Linked DNA regions of Mus musculus: all the other regions are linked to region 1. A link is a contact called in public Hi-C data. All regions are on one chromosome and are shown on one strand. The core of a region is the stretch at or near the end of the contact, and the rest is flanking DNA. Distances in the headings are between cores, read along the strand shown. Region 1 holds the start of Mab21l1 (mab-21-like 1). Region 2 holds the start of Spg20 (spastic paraplegia 20, spartin (Troyer syndrome) homolog (human)). Region 3 has its middle 69 kb from the start of Gm32237.

Region 1 (2,700 bases), core at 87-2,586:
ACAGGTGCTACCATACCCGGGCACTGAAAATTCTCTTAATTTGAAATTAACAGAACTTTGTACTAAAGGCAGAGAACTGAAAACTACGACATAAGCCCTAACTACCCTATCTTTAGTTCATGTGCACTGAGGACTCAACTGGTCATGGTACTGGAAGGAAGAGCGACCTATAAAACCCTCCCTAGGGTTCCAAAATCCAAAAGCTCCTCAGGTTCCAAAAAGAAAAGCTCATTTCTTTGAAATTTCCAAGATGAAACTTAAATAAATAATAAAAATCCCTAACCTGAATGGTTACAAATTATTTTTTTTGGAAGCCATTAGCCATTTTCTCATAATCAAATTATTACATCCCATAAGATTAGGAACCTACTGTTGGTCACCACTGAGGGTTTCTGAGGTGGAAGATCCATCTTTAAGCCTGCAGGGGCAAACAAACTGTAATGGCCACACCTTCCAGTGCCAAGCAAGCTCATCTCTGTGAATTCTCTAGATCCTTCTCTACAAGACAGCTCACTATGAGATGGCACTCAAGCTTTCTCTAAATCTCAGAAAACACCTTCAGGAAGTGTTTCCACTACAGCATACAGCCCTATCTGCTGTCTGGTATTTCAGCACTGGCCAATCTAGCTACAGACAAGGGAAACTGCAAACAGGTGAACTTGTTTTAATTAAAAGGCTCCATTTTTAGTTGGGTAGATATCATCGACTCCGTTGAGCAATACTTCTTAAATTCCTCTCAGCAAATGCAAATGGGGAAAACCTAGGTTAAAAAGAGAAGAGACTCTGCCTAAGGTTTGGAAACATTCTGACTGCGAACACGAACACGAGTGAAGACTAAAGAACTCCCCCAGCTGAAGCCAGCAGTCAGTCAGTAAGCAAAGTTCTAACTTGCACTAAAAAGACCCCAGGGATTAACGGGCATTAATTACCTTACTCTAAATGCAAGTTAGTGACTTTGTTCTAGAAGCCCCTTTGACTTCGCTAATTGGTGGATGACCATTAGTACAACTGGATAGCTCATCAGAGGTGAACAGACAAGTGGGCTTTTCAGCAAAGAGAACCACTTGTCTTCACCAAGTCTTTTCCAAATGTCAATATGCTTCAAGTTATACCAAAGCTGGGAGATTTCATCTTGCTTTTCAACCTGTCTAGGTGGCCTGGGTGGGTTTCTGCCGGCAGCAGTTTCCTACCTTTGGTTTCTATGCTTCTATCCACGAGGGGGGATTAATTAGCCGGGCTGAAGCTGGAGGAGGCTGTCGTGACGAGCCCAGTGGCGATTGGCCGCCCGCCTGCCTGGCCCTGCCTTTATAATTTCCACACGAGTGCATCTGGGCTCTTACACAAACCAACAGCAGCTTCTTCTGACAGACACACACTCACCCCCGACGCACACTCTGCACACTTTTCCTCTACCTGATTAACAGTCCTGCACACACCATGATTACGGGAAAACGTAAATAAATACGGAAAGGGGTGATTATTTTGACTACTGGAAGAGCTTTGCTGGGTCTCAGCATAACTTTTGTTTTTATTACCGAGAAGGTGCTCTCTCCACGCGTCTCTCTCTGACACGGATTCTTTAGCGGAGGGGAGAAAAGGGGAGAGCTCAGCCTTTCACTTTAAGACCCGCTAGTCTCGAGCGGGGGAAAAAAGGCCAGCAGGGCAGGGCGGCCCCCTGCTGCAGCTAGTCCGAGAGAGGCTCGGTGCCTTTTGAGCGTGGTCCCCTTTCTCCACCGAAGTTGGCTCCAGCGCTAGCAGCCGCATTGGATCCCACAGCCTATTGCGAGACTCCGGTGTACAATCCGGATCTCTGCCCCAACATGATCGCGGCCCAGGCCAAGCTGGTCTACCACCTGAATAAGTACTACAACGAGAAATGCCAGGCCAGGAAAGCTGCCATCGCCAAAACCATCCGGGAAGTCTGCAAAGTGGTCTCCGACGTCCTGAAGGAGGTTGAAGTGCAGGAACCGCGTTTCATCAGCTCCCTCAATGAGATGGACAACCGCTACGAGGGCCTGGAGGTTATCTCTCCCACCGAGTTCGAGGTGGTACTCTATCTGAACCAGATGGGGGTGTTTAACTTCGTGGACGACGGCTCCCTGCCTGGCTGTGCGGTGCTGAAACTGAGCGATGGGCGCAAGAGGAGCATGTCCCTCTGGGTGGAATTCATCACCGCCTCTGGCTACCTCTCGGCACGCAAAATCCGTTCCAGGTTTCAGACACTGGTGGCTCAGGCGGTGGACAAGTGTAGCTACAGAGATGTAGTAAAGATGGTGGCTGACACGAGCGAAGTGAAACTGAGAATCCGAGATAGGTATGTGGTGCAGATCACCCCGGCCTTTAAATGCACCGGGATTTGGCCGCGGAGTGCTGCCCACTGGCCGCTTCCCCACATCCCCTGGCCAGGACCCAACCGGGTGGCAGAGGTTAAGGCTGAAGGGTTCAATTTGTTGTCCAAGGAGTGCCACTCCCTGGCCGGCAAGCAGAGTTCGGCTGAGAGCGATGCTTGGGTGCTGCAGTTTGCAGAGGCCGAGAACAGACTGCAGATGGGGGGCTGCAGGAAGAAATGCCTCTCTATCCTGAAAACCCTGCGTGATCGCCACCTGGAGTTGCCAGGCCAGCCCCTGAACAACTACCACATGAAGACTCTGGTGTCCTACGAGTGCGAGAAGCATCCTCGAGAGTCGGACTGGGACGAAT
Region 2 (2,700 bases), core at 147-2,646, 670 kb before region 1:
AGACAAGTGACTTAATTTTATTGCCTGAAGAAATGGAGGGATTCTTTGTCTAACACACACACACACACACACACACACACACACTAGATATGACATTGTAAAATGATTTTGAGCATATGATTTGAAAGCAGTTAAAGAATAAAGGCAGGATGCCATTATAAAATCCTACCTGATTCACTTAAACAAAATAAATAGGAGTGTGTCCTAGTTATATTTGTTGCTATGATTCAGAGGAATAAGAAGAGGTTTAACTCAGGTCACTGGTCCAGGTTATAATCCAGTATTATGAGAAAGTCAAGCAGGAAATCAAACATCTAGATATATCACACCTACAGTCAAGAGCAGGGAGAAAGGAATTAACTCAGGCTTGCCTGCCTGATTGCTTGTGCCTAGTGCATTTTCTCCATTCTTTCAAGGCCTCCTATCTTGGAAATGGTGCTGCCCACAGTGAGCTGGGTCATGCCACATCAATTAACTTAAGACACCCCCCACACATCCAACCTAACGCAGACCATCTCTCATCGGGACTCTACCCAGGTGATTACAGGTGGTGTCAAGAGAGGGAAAGGAATTTTACAACGACTGAATTATTTGAATCAAGATAAATGGATAATTTTATGAACAATTCTAACTAGGGGTAGACTTTGCTGGGCTGGTTTTGGTTACTTAACACTCCCACCAGTAAGGCAGGAGGACCGGAAAAAAAACCATCTTGCCAAACCCTTTTCTGCTTATCTTTTGATTACAGCCATTCTAATGAGACAGAAGTTACATCTCATTTTGATTTGAGTTAGCCTGAAGACTCGTGATAGTCACTATCTTTTGTTTGTTTGTTTGTTTGTTTTCGAGACAGGGTTTCTCAGTATAGCCCTGGCTGTCCCGGAACTCTCTTTGTAGACCAGGCTGGCCTCGAACTCAGAAATCTGCCTGCCTCTGCCTCCAGAGTGCTGGGATTAAAGGCGTGTGCCACCACGCCCGGCGGATTCACTATCTTTTGATATTCTTTCTGGTGGTCTGTATATCTTGTCTAAAGAAGGATCTACTCAAATCTTTTATTCACTTTTAATTGTTGCACTTATAAATTATTATGGTGTGTTCTTTATGGATTACAGAGCAAATAAAAAATAATGACCTCTTCTTCACTGCTGAGCCGTCTCTCCAGCCCCCAGCCTTGTGAGGTTTTTGTTTGTTAGTTTGTTTTGTTTTTATGTCACAGATTTAACACTTTGCACAGGTCAGGCAAGGTCCCAGGTTCCAGGCAACCATTTGTTCTCCCAATCCTCAGTGCCCGACCCAGGTCTCCCCCTGGCGGCCGGAAGCTGTCATTGCCGTGGCACTGCGGGTCCCTTCGGCGGCCCCAGGGCAGCCGGTACGGAGTGCGCAGGCGCGGTCCGACGTGGCCTGGGCCTGGCTGAGGCCGGAGGGTGTGTGGGGCCTGCAGTTGCGCGCTCTCCGTGGGCTCTCGGGCTCGGAGCGGACCGCTGGCTACCCGTGCGCCTTTGGAAGGTCAGAGTGGGCAGAAGCTCAGCTCCGCGCCGGTGTGGTGACGCGTGGGCGGGGCCGGACCTAGAGGGCGTCACGCGGGGCTTTGTGAGCCGGGTCCACCCCGGGACGCCCAGCGGGGGTGGGGGCTGCGGCCCGGGTCCAGGCGGCATCTTGCTGAGAGCCCTTCTGCCAAGGAAGTTTCCAGAAGTCCTGCTGAGGCTATTCCAGCTAGTACTGAAGGAGCCTTCGCCCATCTTTCGTCTCCTACAGCTCTGGCCCGGGGAGCGGCGCTCAGGTCCTAGATCCTCCTGCCCCAGGAACCCGCGCATCCCTGGTGCTGGCCCTCCCATCCTTGGTCCCTTCTTATCCCCGGCGCTGGTCCTTCAATCCTGCGCCCCCGCGCATCCTTGGTGTGCGTTTACCTATCCCTGATCCTCGCTTGTCCCTTGGTTCGGATCCTCCCATCCCTGATCTCTGGTGATCCCTAGTGTGCGTCCGCCACTGTTCCCTCTCCAAACCCCACTGGCTTTCTTGCTCCTCTACAGCTTGTCCAACGTTGGCAGCTGAAAGCGCCAGGAGCCACAACACTGGCAGTGAATGGAGCGGGCATTGGTAATTGGGATACAAGTTTACTGGCTTCCAGCATCTCAAAGGACCCCCGAGGCCTAACTTTAGGTCTAGAAAAGTTTTCTCTGGGAGTGTGTGTGGTTTTGTGAGGCTACTTTATTGCTCTAGTGTACGGCTGGTTCCGTTATTCCCCATGGTTGTGGGATTGCTTAAGGATCCTCGAGATTTGCTTTGTTGTATTATAAACGGAACGGTTTTTGATCGATGAAATGACCCTCGGATACCTAAGAATTTAGCAACTGTTTTAAAATTTTCAGAAGCAATTAAGTGAATAATGAGTGCTCCTAGTTCTGAGGGAACTGGTCTTGGTTGGTGTGCCTTCCTGATGGTCTTAATTGTGTTTGTGGAGGACTTGTTTGAAACAGGAAACCTCTGTATTTTGAGGAATGTGGTTTGTTGCCCACGTGGTGCGCGGTACAATCTGAAACATACAGTTCCCAAGCAAGAAAGAATTGTTGGAATGGTTCTAGAGTTGAACCCTCCCTGACAATCAGTCCCCCATGTTCCCGACCCAGATAGGAGGAGTGAGGGATGTAGCTTAGTACAGTATGCTCAGTATAGTTGATCATGAAATATTGTACACGTCAG
Region 3 (2,700 bases), core at 171-2,670, 980 kb after region 1:
AAAGATAGACTACCATTTTATAGAGTCAGCTTTTATCTGAGGATTTGGCGTCTTGCTCATTGTCTTGGTTAGATGAGCCACTGCTATTGCCACACTATTGCTATTTTTGTGCTTTGAGATCAAGGTCTCCCAGTCTCATTACTTTGGCATATGGTTCCCTGAAAACTATTGCTGTCTGTGCAGGGGACTGTTCATTATTCAAACAAGCTTTTTTCCTTATTATCTTTTGTAAGCATCAGATGTACTTCCTCGGGGAAAGTGATCTATTTAATGCTGCTACAGATCCTACCCCTGTGGTTCAGCATAGGCTGAGCCTGGATATGTTGTTACTTTCTACCCAGATATATTGAGATGGGAAGGGCATCACTGTGGATTTCTCTCCAGCATATGCAGGTGTGTACACTCTCTAGGCTGAACTTACCTTCCCAGGGTCATAAGGGAATAATTTTTCTCCCTGACACTCCCAGTTCTTTGTAATTTTTCTATCTGGTAATCCTATGGACCACACATTTTGTTGAGAGGCAGGTAAAACATAAAAAAATTATCATCACTAGAAATGAGAAGATTTAAATGTAAGCAATATTACCATTAGGAAAAGACAGAATCTTTTTTTTTCATGTGTGAATAGCTGATGTAATGGAACAAGGTGCCTCTTTCTGTGTATTGCTACGCTAGCTTATTTGAACTGAGCAAAGGTGCTTTAGACTAATTTTGGAAACTTCAATATGGCAATGTGCTAAATTTTAATTATTTCACTTCCTGCTTGTTATATTAATGTTGTGATTGCCCTTGAAAGAGTATGACCTATGATGATTGATGTGAAATGCTGTCAGCTCTGCAGCTCCATCAGTTTCAATTAAAACAAGCCATGGAGAAAGTGCTCAGTCTCTGGAGTTTGTGACACTCAGGATCATTTCAATTCATTTACCCAAAGCATTACCTCTGTGTTTCCTTCTGGGTCTGCCTCTACTATAGCCCAGCTAGCCATGGGGAGAGGAAACTGCCCAGATTCACTCTGCTAACATTGGACTCAGAAAAAATCAGCAAGAAAAATGTATTTGCATGTTTCATCTCTACTTCTCAGATGATGTAGGACATTGGGGTCCATACCCACCCACCCCATTTTTTGAGCTCTTAAGGACTAAACGGGCCCAAAGAAACTATCAAATGGTTACCAATTTCTGATTTCAATGAACAGCACTTTATCAGTCTGTGGCATTTGATCTGTGTTCATGGGGAGTAGTTCATAAAGCATGTGTGTTTTCCAGAGATGAAGTACTGGCTTCAGAGCTCATTAATCTCACTGACATCCACTACGATGATGTCACAGGGCTTTTCACCATGTGTCTCCAGGATCCAGGCACTTTAATTACCAATTTGGCTACAAAGCAATTGAAATCTCCTCTCTACCTGGCAGCCCTTCCTAAATCTAGGCCAAACAGTATTTCTGGCTTTGTCTGCCAAGTCCAATGGGGCTCTTCTTCCTAAGTACTGCAGAGAAAAGCAGCCCAAACTGATTTCAGTGGTGCTTCCATTTTAATCTCCTTTGGAAATCCTTGACCATAAACCGTTTGATTATAAAGTCAAGGGAGGCCAAGCTTGCCAACATGGTGACTGCACGGCTCCCTGAACAGCTTGCCAAGAGCTGGATCTGTGCTCCAGCAAAGATGGTAAGGTTCCTCCCTTTCCTTCTCTTGCTACCTCCTCCCTAACACAAGGTATACGACAGAATCATAGAACTACAGAACTGGTAAGCCAGTCATTATCTTGGTCCTTTCATGGTATGAAATGTACAGTCTATATTTCAGGTCCATCTCCTTCCTCTAGCTCCTCACTAGACACTGGATAAACACACAGAGACAGAGAGCCTCACCACCTCAAATTTTGTCTAGATGCTCTTTTCGTTTGCCCTAAATTGCTTTCTATAGTTGTAATAAACACCATGACCAAAAACAACTTGGGAAGGAAATAGTTTATTTTATCTTACAGCTTATAGGTCGTCATAAAAAGGAGTTCAGGCAGGAACTTGGAGGCAAGAACTGAAGCAGAGGCCATGGAGGGGCCATGGAGGAGCCATGGAGGGGCCTCACTGGCTTGCTTCCTCTGGCTTGGTCAACCTACTTCTTTATGCACCAAGGATGACCTGCCTAGGGGTGGCATTGCCAACAGTGGGCTGGCCCTCCTCCATCCACATACCAATCTGATGGTGGTTCCTCAATGAAGTTTTCTCTTATAAGGTGACTCTAGTTTGTGTCACATTGACAAAAACTAATGATTACAGGACTCAAAAGGCCTTACTCTTTTTTTTTTTTTGAATAATCATTTTGAATTTTAGTTTCAGTCCTGGTTTGTGAACAAATGGTTCTTTCTTAGATGTCCTTGACAATCCTATTACTTTTCATCCTTATTTGCACACGTCCTTCGTGGTGCGATGTATACCACGAATTGAGAGATTACTTGTGAATTTTCTGACTGTCTTGCTCCAAGGAGCCTTCTATCATATCATGCTCAGCCTGGAGCATGATATGGGATGGCAGTGTTACCAGCATCTTAGTCATCTATGACTTTAATCATCTATGTTCAAGAATATCATATTTCAAGCTGGTTAAAACCACTATCCCCTTATTCAATAGACACCTATTTATTTGACACAAGTTGAGATTTTTCTCATTCAAAACTGAACTCTACAACGTTCTGAAA

Evidence for each region. Hi-C and Micro-C count contacts between places; a contact is called where the count stands out from the background.
Region 2: a contact with region 1 is called in a Hi-C map of muscle stem cells, with 4 times the contacts expected there. The contact joins the promoter of Spg20 here to the promoter of Mab21l1 in region 1. A contact is called at or near these places in 2 of 39 promoter capture datasets (cranial neural crest and liver) and 1 of 484 Hi-C or Micro-C datasets (muscle stem cells).
Region 3: a contact with region 1 is called in a Hi-C map of cerebellum, with 1.9 times the contacts expected there. The contact joins the enhancer-like site here to the promoter of Mab21l1 in region 1. A contact is called at or near these places in 3 of 39 promoter capture datasets (the 3T3-L1 cell line and liver) and 1 of 484 Hi-C or Micro-C datasets (cerebellum).

What each region holds. Positions count from the first base shown.
Region 1 is chr3:55,781,174-55,783,873 of GRCm38.p6, forward strand. Mab21l1 (mab-21-like 1) reads left to right here and starts at 1,337. Exons shown (of 1, transcript NM_010750.3): 1 at 1,337-2,700. The coding sequence starts at 1,821. All of the region lies in intron 41 of Nbea (neurobeachin), which reads right to left.
Region 2 is chr3:55,110,712-55,113,411 of GRCm38.p6, forward strand. Spg20 (spastic paraplegia 20, spartin (Troyer syndrome) homolog (human)) reads left to right here and starts at 1,397. Exons shown (of 9, transcript NM_144895.2): 1 at 1,397-1,506.
Region 3 is chr3:56,765,866-56,768,565 of GRCm38.p6, forward strand. No RefSeq gene overlaps it. Among named protein-coding and RNA genes, the nearest start is that of Gm32237, 69 kb to the left of the region's middle. Within about 2 kb of position 1,421, at least 1 of the 459 cell types and tissues checked has an H3K27ac peak or open chromatin away from gene starts, as enhancers often do. A contact at or near this core is called in cerebellum, where this site is marked.